2 separate regions of the Mus musculus genome follow, and region 2 is linked to region 1. A link is a contact called in public Hi-C data. All regions are on one chromosome and are shown on one strand. Each heading gives the region's core, a stretch centred on a gene start, on an enhancer-like site or on the middle of the called end of the contact. The rest is flanking DNA. Distances are from core to core; before and after follow the strand shown.

Region 1 (2,701 bases), core at 95-2,594:
TTCAAAGGCTGTGGCCGAGTTCGTTTCTCCCTTTTTTAAAGTTTTGTTTGCAAACTACGTGGTATCTTTCAGTATTATAAGGGTATCTTAACAGTGGATGCTGCAGAATATGGCCATTCTCCTTATCACCAGGTAAGTTCCCTGGGGGATGGGACTATGCCTTCCCGAAGGCATCCAGCTAGTAGTTCTAAATGTTTTCAAAACTAAGGGATAATCGGACATTGCCGAAGTGCCTTTTGCCTGCGAAGCTTCAGCGAGGATCCATTTCTGCTCGGAACTCGTTCTAAGACATACTATTCAGCAAGGAGATGGGCAGTTACAGTGCTTTTCCTAGAGGGCAGCTCTCTTGCAGTATTGTAAAGATGTGGAAACTCAGGTTTAAGTTCAAAGGTGCGGCCCATCCCCGCAGCAGTTAGTTTAACTTACTTCCAATCTAAACTTTCTGAGACTGAGTCTTAGAACTACCAGGTTCATAGGATTTCATCACCCCACCAAGTTCCCAACAGTTTGCCTGTCATTAATACACCCTGGTGCCACACCCTGTCCCCAAGGGAGGGGGCAGGGTAAAGAAGGGAGCTGAGGTGGCAAAAAGCCAATTGTATGTAGTCAGTGACTTCTGCATCCACCTCTGTAATTCAGAACACAAACACAAGGGATAAGGAAGGACCAGGCTGGCTGGATTGGAGGGTGATGCGTGGTCTAAGAGCCTCAGTGACTGCAGACGGCCCCTCTCCCAATCTCCCTCTTTAAGCAAAAGGCCGGCTCACATCGCTTGGGCTGTGCGCTGGAGAAAATTGGTTTGGAGAAACCTGCCTCTCAGGGTGAGATCACGTCAATTAGCGTCTCAGATCTCTCTTTCTGGTCTGTAAAATGGGTATAACAATAAGGTGCTGAGAGTGGACGACGCACTTTATGAAGAACCTTCCCCGGGTCAAGAAGTTTCCACTTTCTCCTCCCAGCGGTCCCAATACTCCACGCAGTGCTGTGCTGCGGGCCACCTGCTTGCTCCACTCGCCCAGCATTTTGAACTTTGCATTTTTTTCGGAGAGGTTCTGGTATGAGTGAGCCAAACTCAGAAAGGTGGAAAGTGGCCGCAGGTGGCACGCAGGTGGCGTGGGAAAGCTGCGGGGGAGGGTAGCATTTCCTCCGACTTGGTCCAACTCGCCCCCCACCCTCCAATCGAGAATGGAGTGGAACCGGCAAAGCTCCCACGGTTCCCCAAGCCAGCCGGGATGTTACTCCCTGCGCCTCCTTACCTATGAGGTGACCCACAGAGGTAGCGTAAGGATCGCGGTGACTCTTCCCAAACGCCATGGTAGCTCCAGAGAGCCCTCCCAGGAAATCCGCCTCCACCGCCCTCCGACTCCACCCGCTCCGTGCCCGAGGCTCCTCCTCTCCGCTCCAGCGCTTGGCTGCCGCGGAGAGGCGCCAGGCAGCGAGCAGGGCGGGGACCCGGGGGACTTGGCGCACCTGCCGCGTGCTCCTGGCGCTTCCCGCACCTCGTGACTCTAGGTGGGCTGGGAGCCCGGGTGGAGTGATGTGACTCCGCACCCCGGGCCTGCGAACTCAGAGTCCAGCTCCAACATCTCCACCGCAGGGCTGAAGACCGCTCCCCTCTCTTTGGAGACTAGACAGTGTGGGATTAGTTGCTAACACAGACTCGAGGGTTATTGCTAAGGTTTATTCAGACAAGGACATAGACCTCTCAAGTCACACACCTCCAGAACAATGAGACTTCGCCTATCACCACTCCGGAGGTCCCTGAACCGATTTTTGCGCCCTACCCTTTAAATCTACGGAACTGGGAGGAGGATGGGCTGTCTAGGAGAGCCAAGACCTCCCTTGAGCCCGGGCTTTGTTTTTCACCCGTTTCCAAGAGGGACCACGAGGCGCCACCACACAAGCTTTTGGCTTCTAGCTCTATCTCCTAGGAACCCTGCTTTCCAGCCTTATGGTGAAAGGAGAGAGGGGCCTTTCCTGGGGCTCTGGCAGGAAATATGTTTGGTATGTAAATCCACATTAAGAAACCAAACCTCTCTGTTTCTATTTGAACCAAGATTTCTTTTTCCTTTTCCGCGGCACGGCTAACATCAGATACCCATGCTTCTGATCTGTAGGATGCCTCCTGAGACGATGGGCTACTCTGCTGGTAGATTTTGCTTCCTGTAGCTAACTGGGACTGAGCTTCACATTAATAGTGGGTTTATTCCCCCCACCCCGAAATGGTGACTAGAAAGAGCAGGAGGACCTGGCCTGACTCATGTTTTTGGTCTTCCATATTTTAGCATAGATGTCAAAACCAATTACATTATGCTCCAAGTGGCTATCATTTGTTGTATTGATCCGGAATCTTCCTCCACCTCCCCCTGTTTGTCCTCCTCCATGAGTGAGTTAACATCGGGATCCTACAATGTAAAATACGGCATTTTTGTTATGATGGTGTTTCTTATGATGAGGTCAGTCCTACCTGAAATAGGACATGCCTATCAGGCTCACTAGCTGTTTCATGTGGTGCGATCTCTCCACTGTGGCAGTCAAGTAGTCTTTACAGCTGATGTTGAAAACCTCTTTTGGCTCTCTCAGCAGCCTGATCTCTGTCTGTCCCTAGCAAATCATTTTGCCTTCATTGCCGTGTGTGATGGGGCAACATTAAGAAGAAAGTCAAAGGCTGGAGAGATGGCTTAGCAGTTAAGAGCACTGA
Region 2 (2,700 bases), core at 199-2,698, 40 kb after region 1:
CTCCTACTATTCCAGTTCTCTCTCCCCATACTTTCTCCCTCTGACATCCCCCCACTGGATCCATCCTCCCCACTCCCTGACCTAATTCCCTTCTTCTATCTGTCCCCCCCCCCATGTCTATTCTATTTCCAAAGGGGAATTACTATTTAAAATAGTTTCTTTCGAGAATTCCCTTCCTAGCTGAGTACTATGGGTTTCCTATAATTCCAGAACTCAGGAGGCAGGAGGATAATGAGCTTAAAGCCAGATAAAGCTCCATAGTAAAACTATGTCTCAATTCCTCAACTCAGACCTAGCCACAAAATTAATAATGATGACGGCAACGACGACATTCAAACGTGGAGAGACTCAGCTATAAGAAGGCAGATCTCAGAGAGTCTAAATGACAGAACCAAGGTCTCTGAAATAGGAGGCAAGCTGAAAGATTAAAACTGAGTCTCACACTAGAGCACATGTCCTGTGCGCTTGTTATCAGGCAGAGCAGGAAGCATGGTAGGACCTAGAAACAAAGGCCAGTGCAACACCAGGGGAAACTTCCTCGAGGAAATCCTGGGCGGGGATTAGGACTGAAGAGAAAGAGATGTAGTTAGAGAAACGGAGGAGGGTATATCGTAGAACACAAAGCTGAGCTATCACATGAAGCAGAGGAAAATCCGTTGTTTAAAAAATAGGGGGGGGGGGCTGAAAATTCAGTGTGACTGAAATGGAGACTACGGAGAATGACCAAGAACATGCCAAGAACATGCAAAGGCAAATAATAAGACTAAGCAGTGGCTGGCCAGAGATCTTTAGTTGCACAGTGCAGCGTGTGATTCATTCCCAACTGGCTTGCCCTGTCAGTGATGGGAGTTCAGAGACAGGAGAGTCCAAGATGAGCACGGGCTCCTTAAGTCGCTTTGGTAGAGGTGACACTGTGATGCTGGTGTCTTTTAAACCTGAGTCTCCACGAGTGATCTTTGATAACTCAGACTCGGATCTGAGTGTAGGGGAGCGCTTACAGAGTCAGCTGGTGGATCAGGAGTATTTAGTCATGCCGGAAACTCAGGGTTATCTCTTCCCTCAGTCAACAGAGTTGCCAGAGACCCTGGAAAAGCCTGAAAATGTTTATACCCATTGACAGGCTTATCAGGCAAAGCAGCTCACAAGCTGCTGCTGCAGAAGACAAGATAGCAGGCTTCTGAAGGAATGGAAGGCTGTGGCAGGCAGGGCAAAACCACGCTGTTGGCACGCACATGCTCAGGTGCATATAAGCGGGCATGTCTCCTCTTTGTTTCTTTTTTATTCTTCACTAGCCCTGCTCATTAATCTAGGCATCTTTATTAAAGAAATGTATTTTTCACATTAAAAAAAAGCATTAGAATTTAGGTGAAAGCATACTTCATTCTCACTGTACTGAAGCTGTTTCCAAGTCTAAGAAACACAGTGTCTGCTGGGTTTGTGCAGACACCAGCACTCAGAGGTTCTAAGCAAGAAAGGGTAAGTAGGCAGCCTGGCTAGGAGTCTAGGAGCCCGTGATCTGAGCTTAGTCCGTGAAGAGTGAGGGATGCACAGGGTGTTAAGTGAGCTGGGGAGGAGGTTTGTAAACTCTGTGTGCACTTGAAGGACAGAGGAGAAAGCAGTACCCAGACTTACCAGTCAGACCTGGGTTAAAATGACTTCATTTACTTAGCGGGTGTGTACTGAGAACTCATTGTGTGTTAAGTCCCATGTGACATGTGGAGTGGAATGAGAAACAGAGAGACAAACATGTCCCTTGATGTAACACTCATGTTCGTTTTTTTTTTTAACCTGTAGATGTGCTACCATCTTTTCGACAGCATTTATAGAAAAATCTTACAGAAAGGGGTCACCTTAGAGGGCTACATCCTCCGACCCACAATCCAAATTGTGTCTAGCATCTATTTTTATATGACTCAAGAAGATTTTTTTCCTTACATTTGAAAATAGTTGGGAAAATGTGGGGAAAAAAAACTTCATGATGTAAAACAATATGAAGTTTAAAATCCTAGATGTAAAGTTGGATTGGAGCAAGGCCATGCTCTTTTGCTTGCATAGCCGTAGTCTGTGGCTGCTTTCTCCCTGCAATGGCTGAGCTGAGCAGCTCCCACAGCAAGGACTGAGATGTCTAAATTATTTGCTCTTTGGCCCTTTGCAGACAGACACCTGGTCTCAAGTCCGCAGCTCTATATGACCTTCTTCTTTCGGTTCATTCCATCTCCGACCTTCCACTTGGGTTGCTCTTGTCAGACAGAGCAATATTCTCCCCGTCGCCAGTCCCGGGGATTACCGTATTACTTGACCTTTCAACAGAGTTATTCACGCTTGCCGTTTGTCTTCTAACATTTTTTCCCTTCCCTTTTGGCTTTTATAACATGACATTGACATTCTCGTTTCTTCTTATTTCTACTGCTCAGCCCTGCCCCCCCGCCCCGTCTCTATAATGTAGAAAGTATAGAAGCATCGACTGTACACATCCAGCCTGTACTTATGTCTCATAAGACATTCTAATGTTGCTATGAAACACCTTCCCTGTGTTATGACCACACTTGCTTCTGTCTACCTGAAGTTGATTTTCCCAAGCCCTTGCCTTTCCTTTCTGTCAGCTATACACACAAAGAAATGTTAAAGCATTTCAGGATGACTGTATCTTGTTTGATGTTGCTTACTAGGCCCTGGTGCACTCTGGAACTTTTTGAATCT

What was found. Hi-C and Micro-C count contacts between places; a contact is called where the count stands out from the background.
Region 2: a Hi-C map of erythroblasts shows a contact between it and region 1, with 2.3 times the contacts expected there. The contact joins the enhancer-like site here to the promoter of Tom1l1 in region 1. A contact is called at or near these places in 3 of 484 Hi-C or Micro-C datasets (the G1E-ER4 cell line and erythroblasts) and 3 of 9 other capture datasets (adipose tissue, liver and pancreatic islet).

Annotation. Positions count from the first base shown.
Region 1 is chr11:90,686,257-90,688,957 of GRCm38.p6, forward strand. It overlaps Tom1l1 (target of myb1-like 1 (chicken)), which reads right to left and starts at 1,345. Exons shown (of 16, transcript NM_001357543.1): 1 at 1,257-1,345. The coding sequence starts at 1,314.
Region 2 is chr11:90,726,448-90,729,147 of GRCm38.p6, forward strand. No RefSeq gene overlaps it. Among named protein-coding and RNA genes, the nearest start is that of Gm34938, 5.0 kb to the right of the region's middle. Within about 2 kb of position 1,449, at least 26 of the 459 cell types and tissues checked have an H3K27ac peak or open chromatin away from gene starts, as enhancers often do. A contact at or near this core is called in the G1E-ER4 cell line and erythroblasts, where this site is marked.